Linked DNA regions of Macaca mulatta: region 2 is linked to region 1. The links are chromatin contacts, called in public Hi-C maps. All regions are on one chromosome and are shown on one strand. The core of a region is the stretch at or near the end of the contact, and the rest is flanking DNA. Distances in the headings are between cores, read along the strand shown.

The links. Hi-C and Micro-C count contacts between places; a contact is called where the count stands out from the background.
Region 2: a Hi-C map of fibroblasts shows a contact between it and region 1, with 3 times the contacts expected there. The contact joins the enhancer-like site here to the promoter of EGR2 in region 1. A contact is called at or near these places in 5 of 14 Hi-C or Micro-C datasets (CD4 T cells, blood, cortical neurons and 2 more).

What each region holds. Positions count from the first base shown.
Region 1 is chr9:86,982,013-86,988,296 of T2T-MMU8v2.0, reverse strand. It overlaps EGR2 (early growth response 2), which reads right to left and starts at 4,455. Exons shown (of 2, transcript NM_001258086.1): 1 at 3,937-4,455; 2 at 98-2,554. The coding sequence starts at 4,105. The coding sequence ends at 1,293.
Region 2 is chr9:87,181,607-87,187,782 of T2T-MMU8v2.0, reverse strand. No RefSeq gene overlaps it. Among named protein-coding and RNA genes, the nearest start is that of ADO, 190 kb to the right of the region's middle. Within about 2 kb of position 2,717, at least 1 of the 40 cell types and tissues checked has an H3K27ac peak or open chromatin away from gene starts, as enhancers often do.

The sequences.
Region 1 (6,284 bases), core at 3,206-5,705:
AAATACTGCCACAGCGACTGAATGACTGTTTAATTCCCACCCAGTAAGTATTTCAGAAATGATTTCTGCAACAAAAATATTGTTGAAAAGTATTTATTTACACTATAGTCACAAACCATCCATTATCTGAACTTCAGTTAGTGGTTTTGCATTAGAATAGATTTATTTTTTCACAACTATTAAGAGCTAATGACTAAACAAATCAGCTCCAGTAACATTATGTACATTCTTATCTGAAATTTGACTACAAAGGTAACACTTTTAAGTCACAAAACAAAGCATACAAAAATATACTTTCTAAAAAAAATTCCAAATATTAATAGGCAGAAATATACAGCCATACTAAACCCAGGGAGTGATTTTTCTTTCCATAAGGCAACCCATTTACATGCAGACCCTGTAACATTGTCTACATCACACAAGGCACCAAGGACACTTCCAACACAATTGCATGCATCCTAGTTTCAGAGAATATATGTACATCCCCCTTAAATAAGTTAACCTCTGACTCATTTCAAGAGATCATAAATGCTTTACATTTTTTCCCAAAGATTCAGAATTGTAGAGAACAGTGTACATCAAAAATACACGAAATCTGAGTGGATATACACTGAAAAAATAGTCTACATTTCTCAACTCGAAAAGGAGCAGATATTGCTATGTCCCTCCCATCACATTGCACTTCTGTTCTCTGAGTTTATAATACATATTGCTTCAAGGGTTGAGACAACTAGATATGCTCTGATTCGCCATTCTAGGGCCACAGAGTGCGGCATAAAGGCCATACTTCACTCACTGTACAACATGCCCTAAATCAGTCCCAAGCCATAAAGTGCACATCAGTTTTGCTTGTCTTTTTGCTGTTCCCACTTGAAGGGATCAGCGTCTCCCAACCTATTGTAGAAAATGTCTTAGATCAACTCTGACATCCAGGGTCAAAAACCTGTGATGGGTCAAAATAAGGGGAAGTGGGGGAGCAAAACCTAGTCAAACAACCCTTTAAAGCAGGGTCAGACCTCAGCCCTCTTGGCCAGGGGTCCCCCACCACCCCCTTCTGAGCCTCCCCTTTGCCTTGGGTTGATAGTCAACTCACCTAAGAGAGACTAGAATGGGCTAAATTCTAGGAAGGAACTGCTTCTAGGTGGAAAGGGGGCAGTGCTAGCTCCACCAAAGCCCTTTGCCCAACAAAGGGAGGGAGGGACAGGGAAGGGTGGTAGTGTTTGTTGTGCAGCTCCAGTGGACAAAGGGCCTCCGGGACCTTTGGGAACTGGTGTGTCAGCCCGAGTCTCATCTCAAGGTGTCCGGGTCCGAGAGGAGCAAGGGGCGAGCGGCCCTCCACCAAGAGTGCTGCTGCTGCTGCTGCACAGGGTGCCCCCAGGCTGCACGCCCCCAGAGCAGGAGGCTGTAGAGGGGGCTGGCACTGAGGCAGAGGGGGCACTGCTTTTCCGCTCTTTCTGTCTCAGGTGGATCTTGGTGTGGCGCTTCCTCTCATCACTCCGGGCAAACTTTCGGCCACAGTAGTCACAGGCGAAGGGCTTCTCACCGGTGTGGGTGCGGATGTGGGTGGTGAGGTGGTCACTGCGGCTGAAGTTGCGCATGCAGATCCGACACTGGAAGGGCTTATGCCCAGTGTGGATTCGGATGTGCCGTGTCAGCTCGTCGGAGCGGGAGAACCGCCGGTCGCAGCCTTCTGCTGGGCACGGGTAGGGCCTCTCGTGCACTGGCGTCTTGCTAGGTCTGTTGGGGTACTTGCGAGGCCTCAGAATGGGCCGCAGTGGCAGGTGATGCGGGTTATAGGCGGCGGCGGCCGCGGCGGCGGCTGCTGCTGAGCTGCTACCAGGCAGTCGGGGTCCCTCGCTGCCTCCACTGGCCCCTGGTCCGGTCACCCCAGTACTGGGGCCCCCCAGGGTAAAGTTACGGATGGTAGAGAGTGGAGTGAGTGGAGGGGGCACCCGCAGGGTGTCCAGGGGGCAGGGAAAGGGCTTACGGTCTGGGCCAGCTGTACCATGTAGGTCTCTCTGGCACTGAGATGGAAAGAATCCAGGATAGTCTGGGATCATTGGGAAGAGACCTGGGTCCGTGGCTGGCTTGGGGGACGGATAGGAAGGAGGTGGTGGGTAGGCCAGAGAGGAAGAAGTGGAGGTGGTGGCTGCTGACAGGAACGCAGAAGGGTCCTGGTAGAGGTCTCCTGCACAGCCAGAATAAGGAGGAGGAGGCGGTGGTGGAGAGTACAGGTGGTCCAGGTCAGGCTGGGTCTGGGACATGGTGCACACACCCAGGGGTCCTGTGGCCAGTGGGTTGGGGGAGGCAGAAGTGACGCTGGATGAGGCTGTGGTCGAAGCTGGGGAAGTGACCCCTTGCAAGATGCCTGCACTCACAATATTGATGATGCCTTCTGGGTAGCAGCTGGCACCAGGGTACTGAGGGTCAATGGAGAACTTGCCCATGTAAGTGAAGGTCTGGTTTCTAGGTGCAGAGACGGGAGCAAAGCTGCTGGGATATGGGAGATCCAACGACCTCTTCTCTCCAGTCATGTCAATGTTGATCATGCCATCTGGGGAGGGAAAAGGCAGAATGGAGGTGGAACAATGAAAATACAGCCAGGATTCCCTTCTCACCCCGGCTCACATAGGTCCATTCCCAAGGCCCAGAGTCTCAGCACTGTAGAGCTGGGGCAAAGTCCAAAAGGTAGGGAAATTGAGACTCACAGACAGTAAGAAGAGGCCAGCCCAACTGTGGCAACCCATTGACAGTATGGAACTCAAGAACTACCTCCAAAAAAGCAGAATGAGCTTTTCCCAACTCCCCTCCACCCCCAGCCATCTGCAGCTCTAGTCCCCAATAAAAAACACCCAATAATAGCAACAACAATATTTTAAAAGGCCCCATCTGCCCGGAGCTTCTCTCCCTCTTCTTTGCCTGGGGGTTCCACGGCTGAGGCACCAGGACAAACACCACCCAAGAATCGACCTAGTGCCGTGATGCTGCCAAACCGAGAGGAGAGCCCGAGAAGCGGGTGGGTGACTTCCCGGCTGCTCCCCATCCGCAGCGCCTTGTGCCTTTCTCTCCCTCCCTCTCCCGCTGCGCTTCAGCTGAGGGCTGCTGGAGGGAATGGGGGCTGTAGAGGAAGGAGTCCGTAGGTTTCCCTGCCCTCCCAATCTTCTCCGCCTTTCCCGACAGCCGCGCGTCCCCGCCTCAGCTCAAGGCCAGTGGCCCGGCTTCGAGGAAGGTGCGGGGGCCGCGAGAGACGACTTCCACGGCATCGCCAAGGAAACCGGCGTCGCCGGTGCCCCCGCGGGCCTCCCTCAGCAGTCCGGGGGCTGCTTCCCGCCGTTGCTCGCCCTCCTCCACCACCCACTCCCTGCCTCCGCCGGCCGGAGCCCCCGCCTTGCTAACCCCCTCAACTTCGCGGGCGGTGCGCAGGTGGGGGAGCGCCTCCAGGCCGCAAGAAGGGAGCGCTCCGAGATTTTCCCGGGGTCGGCTCTGCCCAGGAGGGAGCTACCGACGATTTCCCCTGGCGCTTCTCCGCCGCTCGGCTCTCCAGGCGCGCAGCTCTCCCCGGGAGCCCCGAACTTTACCGTCACTTTGCCCCTGCCCCGGGAGAGGGGAGGTCGAAGTGCTACCGGCCAGAGGGCCTGCGCAAGCCTCGAAGCCTGAAGGGACGCCTCTTCCACCCCCATCCCTGCGCTCGCCCGGGGCTGGGCGCGCCGGGGCGCACGCACGCCGGTTTGCTGGCGACCTGGCGCATCTGCCCGCGCGCCCTGGTCCCTGCTGCCGCAGGTTCCTCCTACACCCACTTCCAGTCTTCAAAGCCAGTGCAATCAGCACCGTCCACCTGGAGCCCCAATCCTCTCCTGCGATTCCCGCACACCCACTGCACCCCACCCACCACCTCCGGGCCGCGCAGGTCCCGGCCTGCGAAGACACGCGGCTTACCTCCAGCCACTCCGTTCATCTGGTCAAAGGGGCCTCCCAGTTCGGCATTGGGAAAGATGGTCACCGACGTGGCGGCGAGGTCCTCCACCGGGTAGATGTTGTCAGACAGCTGGTGCACAAAACCACTGAGAGTTACTGGGATTTTGTCTACGGCCTTGGCGGTCATCATTTGCTCCTCGCACAACCTGGAGACCCAACTCCCTCGCTACCTGGAGTGTCAGAAAAGCCGTTTTGGAGAGGGGTTGGACTGAGCCTGGGATGGTATCTCCTTTTGCCCTCCACACTTAAAAACAACCACCACACACACCAAAAAAAAAAAAAAAAAAAAAAAAAAAAAAAAAAAATCAACAGAAATAAAAGTAGCAAACAAGTTGCTGTTTTTTAAGAAATAAGAAAAATGGCTATTTGCCACTGACTCTCTCCTGTCTGTGTTCCGGCTGCTGGGAAGCCAGGAGTTGCTGGTGTAGTGTTATTATAACAGTCAGTGTGTCCCCTCGCCGAGCTATTAATCAATTGCTCCTTGCTCAGTTAGACGGAAAGTGTTGCTCTAAGTATTTATGGGCAGGTCTTCAATACCCGTGACGTCGCTGCCCATATATGGACTGAGGAACAGGGCTGGGCCAGGCGGCTTTTGCCGTCACATGGCTGATTTGCATACACGGGCTCGGCCGCGCGGACTCCGCCGGGCTCGCGACTCCCAGCTCGCAGCCGGCGGGGATCCGCGGGGGTCCCGGGCACGCGGCCCTAGCTGCAGCCTGGGGCCGGGGCACAGGGATCGCGGGAGAGAGGGCGCGCCATGGACCCAGCCACAGCCACAGCGGGAGAGCGAGCGGCTCCGGGCTGCGGCTCAGCCTCCCGGGGCGGGGAGGAATTCCGGTTCTCTGGGACTTTCCAAAAAAGGCGAAGATCCGGTGCCGGCGGCTCCGCCTCCCTAGCCCTTGTTTGGGAGCCATTCCGGAAAATTAAACTTCGGAAAGAAACCGAGCTGAGCCGAGACACTACAGTCAAACCCCTACTCACTTTCTTGGCAGCTCAAAACCGCAAGCAAAAGGAGGCAGCGAAGAAAAAAAAAAGCTACATGCATTCACGGAAGCTGACTGCTTTTTTCTGAATTACTTGGTGGAAAGAAGTGGCTGGTGATAAGAGTGAATGCGTATTGCTTTTTTGGAAAGTCTGTTCTATTTATACAGGAGCGAAAACGGAACAGGTTTGGGTTGTTTGTTTGTTTAAGTATTTTGGGCACCTTGGGACTGGGAGGGTAAACCCTAGGAGGAGCAGAATTACTGTGGGGAGCTTCGAGAGAAATCCTCAGCCGGAGACACCCTCCTTCCTCTGCCCGCGCGCTCCCCGCCCCCCTTCAGCTGCTGCGCGGAGCGGGCGCCCTTCCCGGCGCGTCTGGGCGGTCGGCTGCGTGGGGGCGTCCAGATGGAAGCTTGGACACTCACCCTGCCCCTCCACACACACATACACACACACACTCGCTCCACTTCCGCTACACACTCCCGCCCCCGCTGCCCTCTTCACACACCCGCTCACACACCTTACACTACACACCTCCCTGTTGACTGCGCCCGCGCGCCCGCGTTGCCAGCAGTGTCCCGGCGGCAGAGCGGGCTCCGGGCTCGCGGGACAGGAGGCTCTGTGAAGACACTGTCTTAGCCTTCACTACCTGTCCCGGCAGCCACAGATTCCTCCTGACCCCCATGGCCCACTATCCAGGGCCGCGCCCTGCCCGCACCCGAGCCAGAATACACGTACTAGAATAAATATTTTCTCTCCCTCCCCAAAAAACACCTTGGTGAGCCCAGCGCGGTCCTCAGTGACGGCCGAAAGCATCTCTAATCACTTTCAAGACGCCATCCCCATCCCCCAACCCACTCGTTTTACTTTGCGAGACCCCGGTAGAAACCCTTCTGTTTAGTTCCCAAAGCAATTTTAAAAAACTTTTCCAAAGTCCAAATAGCAGCAGGTTCTGGCATGCTGGGCGCAAAGCTTCCACCAGTGAGCCCCAGCCCGCATAGGTAGCTGGGCCTGGCCGGGGCCCCACAGGAGGCTGGTCCCGGGTGCCCAAGTCCAGCGCACCGCCGCCTGCATGGCTCATTCATGGTCGTTTGTGCAGGTTGCGAACTGCCCCAGAGCCCTTTCCCGCTCCAAAGCCGTGGAGGCCAGGGATAATGCGCAGGGTCAGCCTCGCGGGCCTGTCCTGTTCCTTTTTCACCCCCGGCCCGGAGCGGCACTAGCCTAGTGCGGGCCGGGGCAGGCGGGAGCCACTGCGCCACGCCGTGGAGGGAGTGCGGCGCTGCAGGCGGCTCTCCAGCCGCTCACCTGCCTCGGCCGCTGCAGCCGTG
Region 2 (6,176 bases), core at 1,468-3,967, 200 kb before region 1:
TTTTCCAAGGGTCAATTCATTCTGTCAAGAACGAATAGTAAATATTTCAGTCTTAGCAAGTCACACAGCCTCTGTCACAGCTACCGACAGAGAGCCACTGACAATATGTAAATGGTTGGTGTGGCCATGTGCCAATAAAATTTTCAAAAACTGACAGTAAGTCGAATTTGGCCTGTGGATTGCTAACCCTCCATGGCTTGAGTTTTAAGATAATCTTTCTGATTTCTCACCTTGCTCTTTCATCCTCTGATTCAATACCACTCTTTTGGTACACAACTACTTGTTTATTGGTTTATCTCAGAATCTGTGTGGACTGCTTGATCTTGCACTGTAAACTCCTTGAGAAACTCTGAGAGCCTGTTGATGACTTCAAGCACCATCAGTATTCCTGTCTGATCATGTTCAAGTGCTGTCACAGGGAGTATTCATAGAGAAGGTCCTCAGCTTTGAGGGTCTCATTATATATGTCTTCTGAAGATTCCACAAATGCCTAGAATTAGCCACAAAGATGACTGATGCCAAGTTGTAGAACATGAAGTCTTGGGAAAATTATACAGTTCTGGATACAGTGAGCTAGATTCATACCAGCTTGAAAAAGGTCAGTTCCAGCTCAAACCATGAAGTCGCTGAAATTTGTCTTTGGAGTCTTCCAGCCACACATCCTCCACCCCTTCTCCTCCAGTACTCAGTGACCTGTTTCCCTTACCCACTCTCACTCCCATCAGTGCCTTCACTTTACTAAAATGAAAATGCCTAACGGCAGATTAAAATCTGCCATCCCGTTGGGGTATGCTCACATTTTCATAAGGTTGAGAGCATTTTAAGAAAGGGACATGGCACTAATGATGGGATTTTGTACCTCCTGGTGGTGATTTTGACCTGAAAGTAGATTCTACTTTAACCACGTCAGTAACAAAATCCAGGAGAAGGATTGTGAGTAGGGCCACTGGGAACAGCTCCATGGCTCTGCAGAATTCCATGGATTAGGACATGAATGGTGCATTTTGGAGTTGTGCAACACAGCAGTGGCCCGTGTAGTAGGTTCTTTTGTGTGTGTGTGTCAGTATCTAAGAGAGAGAGAGACTAGTTCTCTCAAGGAATAAGCAACTGAAGTGTGGGTCTGTATTTTTGAGTTTTCTTTCTAGGACAATGAAGGAAATGGACATAGTTGATATTTTTGCATCACAAATAGGATTAAACACCCTGGAAGAGATGAAAATGTATTTCCTTCAGAGAAAGCATTACGCATATAGGTGATCATGACTGAGCGTATTGGAGGCCTCTTATGTGCTTCCAAATCTCTGTGGCAGCACCTCCAGATGCTACAGCAGAAACCAGTTTCTTTGTGGTTTGGAGGAGCCTCCTGCAGGTGCAACGAGACAGCTGTGTGGTGATACTTCTCAATGCCTCTTCAACAGGCAAGTGGAAGGTTCACTTCCGGACTTGTATATGGGTAACATGGAAATGTGGAGCGCCCTTGACCAATAGGGGATAGAATCCAATGGATAAATCTTCCTTCTGCCCTCTATGCAGATGGTTCTGAGATCAAGTTTTAGAAGATTTATCATATGGCCCTGCAGGGAGCAAGCACCAATTGCCCATACCAGGGTCCAGTTCTCAAAAGAATCCTGATGTTGACGCTCCTTTTGTTCAGAGGCAAAGTTGCATGCTAATTAAAACATTACACTCTTCAATCACAGTCCACAGAGCACTTTCATTGTGTGCAAAGAACTTTTATATACAGAATCTCAAAGACAAAGTTAATCTGTGATGCCCTTCATTTCCCTTCTCAACTGCTCACTCTCCACCTAGGTGTCAGCATCCTCTATTACCCCCCATGCACCCTCCCACTGCCACCCACCCACCCTATGGCCAATTTCTCTGTTATGAACATGGACAGTTCTCACCCTGCTCAATGCCTCTTTCCAGCTGGGACTGGCCCACTGGCAGACCCCTGCTAATGGAATCAGATCAGTCCAGGGCAACATCTGGCCCAAGGGTGGCCCATGCATGGGCTAGTTGTAGTTTGTTGTGTGGCCCATTAGGCGGCCTGATGAGAAGGACTTTCCCCAGCTGGGTTGATATCATTAGCTAGGATAAGTACTCTGGCAGGTTTTTGAAGGTATATTAAAGATGAGTTAGTAGATGGTGAGAGTGGAGCAGAGCAGATATGCAGGCAACAGCAGATTCAACATGAGAGGGAGACCGTGCAGGCCAGAGAGCATGGGCCTGAGGCTTCCCTAGAGAAACACCAGCTTCTGAATCACTTTGAAACTCCTGGTTCACTCTGTGTTTCCTTAGCATAACTGCTCTACAATAGCCCCTCTTCCTTTTTAAGGTGGACCAAGTGGCTGTCTCAGCTTTCTTATAACCAGAAAACCTTAAGAAGTTGGTGCTCTAAGCCCTACCTTCTCCTCTCAAGACCCTGTCTTCCTCCGGGCCAGTAATAAGCGATGATGTACTACTAGGTGTCAGCCCTCCATAGACAGGGACTCTCTGGAGGTAGTGTCTTACCTCAAAGAGGTGATACCAAGGCCCTGGGGCAAGTCAGCAAGTGAGAGATTTGAGGGTAGTGAGGATAGTTCCAGTGCCCCTTAGATGACGCTGCAGAAGCAGCTGCTCAGACTACCTATGTGTAGGTCCAGTCCTATGGGAGGAATTAGATCCTGGAGCAAATGATAGCATCTATTCACATCTGGCAATTCTTCTACTTTGGAATGTGCATTCCACAGAGGGCTGAGTTTGTGGCTTCTCGGCAGTCTCGCCAGTGACTAATGTTCATGGTATAGGGAGTCTACATCCCGAATTTTCTGGGATTGTCCAGATTTTAAAGTATGCCATTCCAGGGTTATTATAAATCATTGATTTATCCCAGAAGTTTCAATGTTTGGTAAATAGTTTCAAAATAATTCACACTAGTAGGCATTACAGTAAAGATGCACATGGATTTGAAAGATGAGATTGCTGCTGGCTGAAGAAATATTAATGATTCATTGAGACAACATATTTGCTATGTGTCTGAAGCTGGCCAAATTCAGTCTCTCGCTTCAAAATAATTTGAAATACATTCAAAAGCATTGCAGTTATTACAGAATTTTACTTTACTGTGAAAATGTATACAAAGCAAAGGAGAAAAAAGAATACAGCCTTAAAGAGATCTCGCAATAGGAAAATCCCTTTTAGAATAAATGTGACAACTCGAAAGTAATATTTTGTGGCTGATATATTATATTTCATCCATTTTAAGATGGACATTTACTTAGAATTTTACATCTCTGAAATTAGAATGTATCTTTTTTCAATTGATCATACTATACATTCTAATTGAAAGCATTATTTATTTCCTAGTGATAAATAAATAATTGGTGCACTTTATAATTAATGACATCTTAAATTCAATAATATACAGTAATAGTGTAGTAAATGTTGTTCAAAGTAGAAAATTTGATAATACTTCTTATATTAGATAAACACAAGCTGGCTCTCAGCCCTATAGCTTTCGGTGTTAAATTGGAGAAATTTATTATAAATATGTCTTTAAAAATACAGTTTTTAGCAAATCATATATAATTCTGTAAAACACAGTTTAGGCTCCAAGCATTTAGACTTCCCTCTAATTTCCACCTTGCTGAGACCTACTATTTTATGAATACGAGTAATGAAAAAGTAATTATTTTCCAGAAGCTCAAGGTATTGGGCAAAATAGTATTATCTCACAATTATAATAGATTTGGTTTGCCATTAGTATATAAAAGTTGCCTCAAAAAATAAACAGGTGCAGCAAACCACCATGACACATGTATACTTATGTAAAAAACGTGTACATTCTGTACATGTATCCTGGAACTTAAAGTAAAATAAAAAATAAATAAATAAAAAATAAAAAGTTGCTGCTATCACAGTAAGCCAAGTCATAATGGTAACACCAGAAAACTAGCATAAGAATAGACATACAGAATGATGGAAGAAAATTGATAATCCAAAGACAGATTCTTATGGTTCTGGTCATACTGATTTTCAACAAAGGTGCCAAGGTAATTAAATGGAGTAAAGAATTGTCTTTTTAACAAATGGTGCAGGACAACTGGATATCCACAAATACCAGGATGAATTTGGGCTCTAATTTCATGCCATATAAAAATATTACATCAAAATAGATCATATACCTAAACGTAAGAACAAAATGGTAAAATTTTTAGAGGAATATCTTTATGATCTTGGGCTGGGAAAAGAGTTTTAAAATATAACACCAAAACCATGATCTATAAAAAAACAAACAAACAAACAAACAAAAAAAAAACTGGTAAACTGGACTTCATCAAAATTAAAAATTCTTGTGCTTCAAATGACATCATTAAGAACATGGAAAAGACAATCCACAGACTGGGAGAAAACTTTGGCAAATCACATTCTGATAAGGTACTTGCAGCAGCATTTATAAGAACTTTTACAATTCAATAAGAAGAAGACAACTTGATTAAAAAATAGACAAAAGTTTTAAATAGATCTTTCACCAAAAATATACATATGGCAAACAACCAAATGATAAAAGACTCAACACATTTAGTCATTAGGGAAATGAAAATTAAAACCACAATGTGGTGGGATACCACCACATACCTAATAAAACAGTTTTTAGCAGTCCCTGAAAATACCAAGTGCTGTTAAGGATGCAGAACAACTGAACTCTCATACCTTTTGCTCGTACGGCCAATCTGAAAAGCAGTTTAGCAGTTTCAAAACTAAAGTTACACATATGCTTAGAGTTTGACCCAAATATCCCACTTCCAGGCATGTACTGAAAACTCATGTTTGAACAAAAGCTCTACATAAAGGTTTATAGAGGCTTTGTTCATAATCACCAAAAGCTGGAAATAAGCCAAAGCTCGTCAACTGACAAGCGAATAAATAAACTCTGGTGCATCCACACAGTGGAACACTACCCAGTAATAAAAAGGAACTGACACTCTGACATGCTACAGCATGGAAGAACCTCAAAGACACTGCGCTAAATAAAGAAAAAGCAGATGCAATAGGCTATATATTATATAATTCAATTTATATAAAATGTTTAGAAAACGCAAATTTATACATACAGAAAGTAGATTAGTGGTTGCCTGGGGCTGTGGGAAAGAGGGTAGAGTAACTGCAGACAGAAACAAAGGATTTGTTTTGGGTGATGGAAATGTTCTAAAACTGGATGGTGGAGATGGTTGAACAACTCTACAAATTTATTAAAAACCACTGAATTGCTCACTTGTAATAAGTGAATTTTATGTTATGTAATTCATACTTCAACAAAGCTGTTTTTTAAAAAGTTTAACACTAAATTTAATGTGAAAGTTATTGATCTTGACATCCTGCCAGGTTAATGGTTGTTTTGTGGGTTTTTTTCTATTATGAGCAATAGGATATCTGTAGATAAGATTATTGGTATGGTCATATTACATTATTAATAAAAACTTTGGAAATGAAAAACATATGCCTTCTAAGAATATTTTATGGAAATTACCAAATAACTGCCATATAAAATTAATGAGGATGGGTGTCAATGGCATAAGCTTGCAAAAATCTTATGAATAGCACATTTGAAGTTCTTTCAGCTGATGTGGAAACTGATGTTATAAAAACATTGAAACGTTTTTACATTTACACATTCCTACTAGAGACACTGAAATCATTTGTGACTTTTATCCAACTGCTTTGTAGACAAATTTGATCATTTTTGAATATGAGATTTCCAAGCTTAATGTATATCCTTGAAGAATACCAATATTTCAACCTCTATAAGGTTAACTTTATCAATTAAAAATGATAAATGGTTCTTAAGAAAATTTTCAGAAATCCTGAGATAATTTTCATTCTTGTTGTATTGGTTAGGGTAAGTCAAGTGTTGTAACAAACAACTCCCAAATCTCAATGGCTAAGGACAGTAAGAGTTTATTTCTTGCCTCATGTCATAGTTCAAGGAATGGAATTGCTGGGTCATATGGCAACTCTATTTTAACATTTTGAGGAGTTGCCAAACTGTTTTCAAAAGTGGTTGCATCATTTTCTAATCTTGCCAGCAATGTATGAGGATGCCAAAATCTCCACACTCTTACCAACACTTGTTATTATCTTTTTTATTTTAGCCACCCATGTGGGTATGAAGTAGTATTTCATTGTGGTTTTGA